Linked DNA regions of Canis lupus: region 2 is linked to region 1. A link is a contact called in public Hi-C data. All regions are on one chromosome and are shown on one strand. Each heading gives the region's core, a stretch centred on a gene start, on an enhancer-like site or on the middle of the called end of the contact. The rest is flanking DNA. Distances are from core to core; before and after follow the strand shown.

The links. Hi-C and Micro-C count contacts between places; a contact is called where the count stands out from the background.
Region 2: a contact with region 1 is called in a Hi-C map of blood, with 9 times the contacts expected there. The contact joins the promoter of ADSS2 here to the promoter of ZBTB18 in region 1. A contact is called at or near these places in 3 of 9 Hi-C or Micro-C datasets (blood and liver).

Annotation. Positions count from the first base shown.
Region 1 is chr7:35,065,979-35,070,808 of UU_Cfam_GSD_1.0, forward strand. It overlaps ZBTB18 (zinc finger and BTB domain-containing protein 18), which reads left to right and starts at 2,197. Exons shown (of 2, transcript XM_038542739.1): 1 at 2,197-2,312. LOC111096696 (a long non-coding RNA gene) reads left to right here. Exons shown (of 4, transcript XR_005362219.1): 4 at 1-786.
Region 2 is chr7:35,419,242-35,424,231 of UU_Cfam_GSD_1.0, forward strand. It overlaps ADSS2 (adenylosuccinate synthetase isozyme 2), which reads right to left and starts at 3,130. Exons shown (of 15, transcript XM_038542750.1): 1 at 2,989-3,130; 2 at 2,259-2,451. It overlaps CATSPERE (cation channel sperm-associated protein subunit epsilon), which reads left to right and starts at 2,783. Exons shown (of 23, transcript XM_038542744.1): 1 at 2,783-3,124. The coding sequence starts at 2,886.

The DNA of each region.
Region 1 (4,830 bases), core at 947-3,446:
GGAGGATCTAATTTTCTCACGGACTTATTAATATCCTGACACAATAGCTTCATGTCTGTTCATCCAGAGATCTGTTATTTTCCTTATTTTGAACTTTTCTTAGGTGAGGAACAGCTCTGAGAATGCAAACATTTTATTCCTTTTTCCTTCCTCAACTTGTTGGCAAAGCATGTGCTCCTTTTCACATTTTTTTTTTTTTAATAGTATGTTGCATCCATCAAGAAAATTTACAAATTTCCCTAACTGGAAACAGAGCAAACTGAAATTGGGCCTTCTACCAATAGACTAAAAGATCTAGAATTCACCAAAAGCATACATACAACGGTATGTTTCATGAACTAAGGAACTAATTATCACAGGATGGCCTTGATCTCAGTGATCCATCCCGAGGGCATGTGAAAAAGCCCAGGAAAGAGAACATCGGATTGTTTCTAACAGGACAGCCCAACTGTATTTCAGCTCCAGGAATGTTACGTGCTCCTGTTTGGACTTCATTAGTAATTCAACATGTCTGATTTGCCCACACAATGCTCTCAACTTAGTTTACCCATTTGACCTGGAACAAAGTGAAAGCACATTTTGCTCAGTTGAAAGGTCTCCTGGCAAGTTGGTTAGCAACAGGCTTGCCAGTCCCGGTTCAGTTAGCAAAGAATAAACACATTTCATGTGACAATTACTAGTGCACTGACTTCCTTACTGTGCAATTTGCTATTGTACATTCTTGAACCTTTTTTTTTTTTTTTTTTTTTTTTTACTTGCTGCTCCACTTTGTCATCCCCGCCTCAACAAGATTTGCAATTTCTTGCGAAGTCTCTACATTTCTCCGTTGCCGTGATGGACCCACTTTCATAGCCAAGAGGCAGGATCAGATAAAAGTTCCTCTGGAGGGAGGGGACAGCGGCACCGCAGTCTGTCTCACATCTTCCCTCGGTGGCTGAACGCTGTGGCTTGATACGTACCAATTAAGGAATCCGGCTACGGCTTCCACAACTACCAATTTTACCGGAGTTCTCTAGAATTTGGTCGCTTGGGAGTGTGTGCTGGTGAGAGGGCGAGTGCCCCGGGGCCGCGGGGGCCGCAGGCGTGTCTCCCGGAGCCAGACCTCGTCCGGGGAGCGACGCCCCGACTGGCCTCCCGGAGCCCGCGGCCGCGGCGCCCCGACCTGCACCGGGGGGCGGGGGGGCGGGGGGGCGGGACGGAGCGCGGGCGCCGCTCGGTTCCGCTCCCCGCGCTCGGGCGGGCCACGACTGCGCCGCGTCCCCCGCGTCCCCGCGCGCCCTGCCTCCCGAGGATACCTGCGCAACTCGGCGCACGCCGGCCCCAGCGCTTTTAAAAGTGTGTTTCTGGTGGTCACGGTGCGCCCCGAGAAGGTCGCGCCGCACCCCCCCGGGGCGCGCGAGGCCCCGGAGCCCGGAGACAGGCCCCTCCCAGCGCAGCTGTCGCTGCCGCCTGCGGGCTCCTTTCACTTTCTCACGGCCAAGTCACCCAGAGGGGCGCCGCTGCCGCCGCCGCCGCTGCGCCCGAGGACTCCGCCCCGCGCCGCCTCGCTACCGGCCCCCCGCCCGCCCGGGCCCCGCCCACCGCAACAGCTCCTGCCCGCGATTGGCTCGCGCGAGCGGCAGCTCCGGCCCGCCTCGCCCATTGGCTGCGCCCTCCTGTCAGTCCGACGGTCGCCCGCCACTCCCCCCGCCCTCCCGCGAGGCCGCCCTCCCATTGGAGGAGGCCGCGCGCTGGGGGCGGGCGGGGAGCGCCGGCCCAGCCGCTTACGGTCAATCGCAGGGGCCCAACGCCGGGAGGGAGGGAGGCAGGGGGAGGAGAGGGGCGGGCCGAGGCCGGGCGGGGGGGAACATCTGGCCGGCGCCGCCGCGTGCGTGCGTGGTGCGTCCTCCCGCCCCCTCCCCTCCCCCTCCCCCGCCCGCCCCCCCTCCCCGCCCCCCCTCCCGGCCGGCGGCTCCGCACTCGCTCCCTCGCTCGCTCCCTCGCTGTGTCTGGCAGGCTGCGGCCGCCGCTGGGCTGCTGCCATGGGGAGCCGTTGAGAGTGGGGCCCTCTTCGCTCCGCCGCGCTCCTCCGGCTGCCAGCGGGGGTGGGTGGGAGGGAGGGAGGGGGCAGGGGGAGCGGGCGACGGAGCCGGGATTGGGGGGCGGGGGGGCCGGGAGGGAGGGGGGCCAGAGGAGGAGGAAGCCCACCAAGTCCGGCGGCGGCGGCGGCGGCGGCGGCCGGGAGGAAGAGGAGGAGGAGGCGGAGGACGCGGCGGCGGCGGCGGCGGCGGCGGCGGCGGCGGCGGGGACGCGGTGACTTAGGGCCGCTCCGTGTGAGTGCCGGCGCCCGCCCCGGCCCCTGACCCGGCGCCCCCTCCGCGCCCGGCCCCCCTGGCGGGCGGGGGGCGCCAGCTGTGCGGCCCGGGCCGGGCCGGGGCGGGCGGAGGGCGGGCCGGGCCGGGCCGGGGGCGCCCCCGCGAGTGGAGTTTAGTTTGTGTGCTCGGAGCGGTTGGGGCGGCGGGGGGCGGCGCAGCTGCGGGAGGCCGGGCGCGGGGACGGGGCCGCCGCAGCTGCGGGGTCGGGCGGGGTGCGGGCTCGCCGGCTCCGCGCCGCGCCCCCCGCCCCCCTCCCCGCGGCCGGTGCAGCTGCGGCGCGGGGCGGGCTCCCGGCCCGTGCAGCTGCGGCGGCGCCTCCCGGGTGCGGAGGGCGGCGGGCTGGGGGAGGGGGGCTTGGGAGCCGCCGCAGCTGCAGCGGCGCCCGGGACGGCCGCGGCTCCGGGGACCGGTGCAGCTGCAGTGGCGCCCGGGGGGGAGGGGGCCGGCGGGGGAGGGGCCCCTCCCGGGCTGGTGCAGTTGCCGGGAGGCCCCGGGGGCTCGCGCGCCGCGGCGTCGGGGAAGCGGTAGCAGCCACCCTCCTCCCGCGGGCTGCTTCTTACGACTTTTCTTTTGTTGTTGCCGTGACCCGGGTCTGTTTTCTCGTCTGCTGTGGAAGGTGTTTTCCTGCTGCACCGGCTCTCCGCCCTCCACCTCCTTCCCTGTGGTTTAACCTTCCTCTTTCCCCGTGTGTTTTATGCACGGCGAACTACGTGGAGATTTGCATTTCTTACCCACCCCACCCCCGGCCCCACTCCGCACCCTCGCCCCCACCCCTCGGGAGAAACAGAAGCCCAGCCTCACAGTCCGTCCCTGGACCCCGCGGTAGCAGGACTGCGAAGGGGTTGATTTGTGGGGTGGGAGTCGCTGGCCCATTGCGGTGCTTGGGACTCATTAAACTGTCACTCACCCCCCACCCCACCGGGTAAATGGGGTGATTAATGTCTGATACGTTGGAATGGGGCGAGGGCATTTGTGGAGAATAGGTTGTGTGGCTGGGAAGGAATGTGGCTCCCGAAGAGTGCCTCCCGCAATAGGCGTTCGTCATCCTGTCATTCACCGCGAAGTTAGAGAAAGTTCGGTCTGTGACTTTGGCAGAGCGAGGGAGACTGGACGGAGACGCCGGTGTTTGTTACTGGTTAACTGTGCCGCGGTGTTCGGGTGAGGACCGGGCGGTGACCAGCAGGGCTGCGACGCTCGCGCCTCGGGCCTGCGCTGCGCCTCGCCCTCCCGAGCCCGTGGGGATGGCTTTGACATTCACAGATGTCGCAGCACCTTGCAGGGCACGGGGCAGCCCAGCCCGGGTTACGTTATGATTTCATCAGCCATTAGAAAAAGACCCACAAAGTCGAGCTGAAAAGTTCCCAAACTTACTAGACTTGCCCCCCCCCCTTCTTACTGAAAGCTGAAAGGTTTTCTTGTGATCACGAAACATCACAGAGTGACCCAAAAAAAGATTGTTATGGGACACAGATCAAGGGGAAGACAAAGTTCTGCTTTTTTTTTTTTTTTAATTTTTTTTTTCTCCCCTGAGCGGAGAGTCAGATCAGATATGCAGGTGCAGTGTTCATTTTAAGCGGCCGTAGCAGGTTGTATCAGTTTATTAATTTGTCTCATTGAACTGAAGTACTTTCCAGGATTTCAGAAAGTGCAGTTTCACCTTGTTGATAGTGAGAGTTGAAATTTGCATGTAGTGGCAATGTAGAAATTTTATTGAGTAGGTTGTAGGACACAAATAGTTAAAATTAAGAGGGAAATAATAAGGTGAACCCGGCTGTAGTAATAGTTCTGTATAGTCTCCCAGCATTGAGACATGTATGCCATTATCTTGGCAGGAAAAAAAAAAAAAATGAAAGTACCGTAATAATGTTGAAATGGGACTGGAGATGTCAATTGGGTTGGTTTAAAAATATCCCTAAGCTGCCTTTGAAACTAAACGTTGGAGTTGAATAAAAGTGAATCTGGATTTCCTGAATAGCACCGTGGCTTGAGTGTGCTGTCAGTATGTGAGCCAGTCCACCAACTTAAGACAGAAGTGTTGCTATTCCATAAATACAGTAGAACTCCATATGCTGAGTTTTTCAATTTCTTTCTGTTAGAAAGTTTGGAAAAAAAGGGAGACTTTGAAGTATTTTGTTTATACTAACAGAAGAGAAAAGTTCTCCTAAGAAAAAGCTGGTGGCAGGAGTGTAGAGGAGTAGCATATGGCATTAAAAGGAGCACAGCTGGAGGTAGCATTTCCATCTGAACATGATGTCAGAGCAGCTGACAGCCTGCCATCCCTCAGCCTTTTATTCTAACACACAGACAGGGAGTTAGTGTGTGCGGATCTGTGGTGGAGAAGGTATCTTATTCCTCTCTAACATCATCTCCACTTTGCATCTGTCTCTCTTAGTCCGCTTTTTTTCCACCGATGTAACAGACCTGGAGCCAGCGAGACCCAGAGGAAAGGACTTAATCAGGTTTATGTGTCCTAAAG
Region 2 (4,990 bases), core at 1,880-4,379, 350 kb after region 1:
AAAAACAAAACAAGATAAATCAGAATCCCTGCATTTAGCTTTTTCTGTACTTGTGATTACCTTGTTTCTGCGTGCTTAAAATGATATTCGGTTTCAGGCAGAAAGCTTTCTGTCAAGCGGGCCTACTAACTTGTTAGAACGCACGGAGCATGGCACCATCATATAGTGCCCAGCCCTCTTGCAAGATAAACAGCAGTCAACTTCAGATGCGTTACAATTTGTTTTCAAAATGGTTATTGCTCAATGGTTATTTCGCATTTTGAAATTGGTAATAGTTATCTAAGAGCCCTTACAAAGGCGTAGCCTAGAGGCTGCTTCTGAAGAGCGACAAATAGGAAGAAAGCTTCCACTGAAAACCACGTGTCTCCCGGTAGGAAGTACATTACCAATCCATTTCCCGAAAGTTCACTTTCCCGGGGAGCCTAACAATGTAAATATAGTTCTAAATACCAGATTTGACAACCGTGTGTTTACTTGCCTCGCTCGCGAAAGAGCCGGGATTCTTTCCTCTGGGACCAACGGGCAGGAATAATCTACCCGTACTATGAACACGCGGGTACGGAGCGGCAGACCGCGGCCAGGAAGGGTCCACGGCCCGGCGGAGGGCTCTCACGACCACAAAGTGGACTCGAGCAGCCAGCGAGGAGCCAGCGGTCTGGGCGCCGGGGGCCTGCAGGTGGGGGGGGGGGGGGGGGGTCGCGGGGGTTTTCGGACGCTTTGGAACAATCCACTGCCACTCGCTCTCGCTGGGTGGGAGATTGGGGGGAGGGGGGAGCTCTGCGCCGTGCGGGGTCTCCGCCCGGAGTCGGGAGCAGGCCTCGGGCGGCAGCTCCTCCAACCCGGACCCTATCCTGCCCGCCACCGCGGCCCCGGGCTCGGGGCTGGGCACTGGCCCCCAGACGGAAAACCGCAGCTGCCGGGGCTTCGCGCATCTCTGCGAGGCTCCCGGTCACCCCTGCTCTTCCTCCGGGGCCGCCGCAACCCCACACCCCGAGACAGCGGGTCGGGGGTCTCGGACCTCCCGCCATGGCCCCACGTCGCCGCAGCCCCGAGGAGGCAAGCTCAAGGTGACACCTTCTGGACGACGGATCCGGGCTCCGCGCCCGCGCTCTGGGGCCCGGCTTCCCGTCAGAGCCCGGTCGCCTCACCTGGCAGCGGCACACGATGTCGGCGTCCTGCGCCAGCAGATCCACCACCTTCCCTTTGCCTTCGTCGCCCCACTGCGCGCCGAGCACCACCGTCACCCGGTTTCCCCCGGGCCGCGCCCCGGGGCGGCCGCAGTCGCCGTTGGGCAGGGACGAGGCCGCCGCGTCGGTCTCGGCGAGCGCCATGGCTCCAGTGACGCGAGGAGAGCCCGAGAGGGACGCGGGCGGCGGGGAGTGCGCGAACTCAACCGCTCTGCGGCCGCCAGCCACATGCGGAGGAAGAAGGAGCCAGAGGCCGGCCCCGGCCCCGCCCCCGCCCCCGCCCCCGCCCCCGCCGGGCCGCCACCCTCCAGCCAGGCCCCGCCCCGCTCTCCGCCACAGCCCGCTCACCGGGCGCCCATGACTGCCCCGCGCAGGCCGGCCGCCGCAGCACCGCCCGCAGGAAGAGGCCCCGGTGGCGGCAACCGCCGCCACCCGGACCGAGGCCACGCCCCTTCCGCAGCCCGGCGCGCCACCCCGGGGCGCACCCCGCGAGCGGAAGGCGGCGGGGGCGGGGCCTCGAGGGCGCTTCGCCTCCACGCCCCGCCTACCCGCCCTGCTCCCGCTTTTCAAACCCGAGAGGCGCGGAGGTGCGTGCTCGAGCGTCGGACTACAACTCCCGGCATGCAACGCTCCGGGCGGAGGCGACGCCTGTTGGGGCCATGCTGTTTGCTGTCTGCAGGTCTCCGTCTCCGAAGACGTTTTCAGATTATTCTTACACGACTTGTCTGTATTAAGGGACGAGATCATGTGTACGAAATACGAAGGGTGGAATTCCCAAATGCAAGTAGGATGGAATGGAAACGTACAGATTGAGAATGGGGGGGAACTAGAGGGCAATAAGCACAGAGATGGGACCGGGATCCGACAGGGCAAACTCCAAAGTCTAGCAATAGAGGATGTTGGAACCGAACATCTAGAACCCGAGTAAAGTTGTAACCCTTCCCATTTTGCACATTAGTAACAGGCTCCGAGAGTAGGAGGGCGATACTGATGCATAGTTTGTGCCAAATACTGCGATACTCCTAGCTCTTTTAAATCCCACAACCATATAAGTAAGTAAGAGTATCTTACCCTTGTTTTACAGGACTTAAAAATTAACTTGCTCTGGTGCTGGCTGACTGAATCGGTAGGGAGAGTCCGGAGCCCAGACCCTCTGTGTTCCACTCCCCTTCGTGTTTGAGCTGCAGCGAGATTCCGGAGTAAAGTGTTCCTACTGCTGAACTAATGCTCTTCCAACTGCAGCTCACAGTACCTGACGTCGAATCTGATAGAAAATAGCTTCATAAAAAAGTGGGAACAGAATCGCATTACATGCAGTGTCTACCACATACGCATCACAAACGCACAGTCACGTTCTCTAATGGCCCCAGGAACAGAGTGCAGTATTAAACTATTCCCCGATGACTGGTTGTCAGTAAACACTGAGGACCTACTCCAAACTGGTGGCACTGGGCCCTGATGACATAAGAGGAGTAAAGATACTGTTGCAGCACTCAAGGATTCAGATGATTTGGTCTAACAACCAATAAGCAGATAAATGGTAATACCATGTGACAATTTTGGTGTTTATCTTGGCTTTACCAGATTACGATCCCTCTGTAAACCAGAAAGCTGTGATACTTCTTTGCACTCCAGTGCGCAAGGTAGTGCTGGGCATAAAGCAAGTGCTCAGTAACAACACTAACTTGAAAATCATCTATGGAGTGCCTGGAAAGCACTGCCGGATATGTATTTGTTGTCGCAGTATTTCTACAGTCACAACGAAAATTTGGGCTAAAAGATAGTCATTTAAAAGCTTCACCTTCGTTTAGTCAACTGGGACTTTCCGAAGTGGTTTTTGCTCTTTCACTCCAAGCAGGCATGGTTTCTGCCTGCCTTTCCTCAAGTCTGGTTTACATTTTCGACTCCCACCAACGGCGAGGCTGCGGGTGGCGCAGGTAGCGGCCTGCCCTGGCGCGCATGCGCACCCGCGGGGCCCGGGACCCCGCCCCGCCCCGCGGTCCCCAGCGCCGCCGCCGCAGCAGCAGCTCCCGCCTCCTCCCTTGTCCGCTGGCGCCCCCGGGAGCGCGCTGGGCCGGGGCTGGCGCGGCTCGGGCGGTTGGGCGGTTGGGCGGTTGGGCGGAGGCCGGCTGTGCGCCATGTCAGCCCGGGGATTGGCGGTGTTGCTGTCGTGGCTGAGCTGCTGCGGCTCTGCCCTGTGGAGGTAGAGATGCCAGTGGCGCCCGGGGGCCCCGGCGGAGGTCGCCCTTGGGGACGCAGCCCCGCCCCGCCCGGCCTCGCCTCGCCTCGCCTCGCCCCGCCGCCCCCTTCCGAGAGTCGCGGAGGACGAGGGCGCAGCTTTAGGGCTTCGCTCTTCCAGGGTCTCGGTCACTCCGCGTCGCTGCCCCTGCGGGCAGCGGAGCCTTTCGTTTCCTCCAGCTTGAGCAGAGGAGGGAGGGGGAACCCACAAGTCGCTCCCGGGGAGGGAGGCCGGGGCGAGGGCACTTCCCTGGGGTGACTAGGTGGCGGAAGTTACCTGGGAGGCAGGTGCACTTGATTTGTGACAAAGTGCTTTATAAACTAAACAAATAAATGTAAGGGGGTGTAATTCCTGCATGAGGAATGGGAGTTGTTTCCTGTGATGGGATTTAGGGAGTGAAAACTTAAAAAGTTCTGAGAAATCCTCAATGCCAAGTGTGAGTTTTCTTCGGTTGGGTAGCAACTGCTGGGTTGGAAAATGGATCGAAATATTTTAGAAATATTTCTAACATGGGTTAAAAAAACAGATGATTAGCCTTCTGTGACTATTCTCTTCGATGGAGGTTTGGCTGTATTACCCTCTAACATTAGGACGTAAGAACCCTGACAATAAATCAACCATTCCAGAGATTGCTGAGGGAAGGGATCCACAGCCCCTCCTTGGACACTTGGGGGAGATCGGACAGAGATAGAGTAGCCTTGAGAGAAAGCAAAAAGATAGCATTCTGGCAGAACTGTGTCAACCTCTGTTTTCTCCTCTATAAAGTGAAGAAAATAAAACCTGTCTCGTGGGGTGGTAGCGAGGCTTGAATGCAAAGATATATTTAGCTCCCAACACGTGCCTGGCAAATGGGTCAGTATAGGGATGGGGGATATTATCAAGCATGGCCTGTGAATTCAAAGACTTTATAGACTTTATGGTGTACACCAGAGGTTACCAAACTTTCTGTAAGTGCCAGATAGTAAGGCCTTTCGGGTGATGTAATGCACAACTCAACACTAGTAAGCCAATGGGTGTGGCCGTGTGTCAATGAAAATCTTTACAAAAACGGGAGGAATTTGACCCCAACTTGCTAACCCCTGCTCTACGTTCATAAATGAAGGAGATGCTAAATTTCTTTCCCTTCCCTAAATTTTCAGTGAGAGTTTAATGAAGACAAACATATTATTTCCCATAGTAGTCACTGGCTCCTTGAATTTTATTTCTTAATAAGGTGTTCTCTTAAAGGACAAAATTTCTTAAATTTGATGTAATGATTTTTTTTATTGTTAGCTTTTTTGGGGTGGAGAATTCAGGGTAGTTGTCTTATTTCAATGATTTCTTTCTTTCCTGAGCATCTGAGAGACATTTACCTAAATTTTCTACTAAGAGTATTAATGTTTTTGATATTTCTTATCCCAGTGGAGTTGGTTTTCATAAATGATCTATGGTAGGACTGCGATTATTTCTTTCTCCTTATGAATCCAGATCCATTTTCCAGCTCCATTTATTGAGTATCACCTCTGTCCTATACAAAACTTCCCTATGGACTTATGTCCACTTCTGGGTTTACTATAGAATCCCT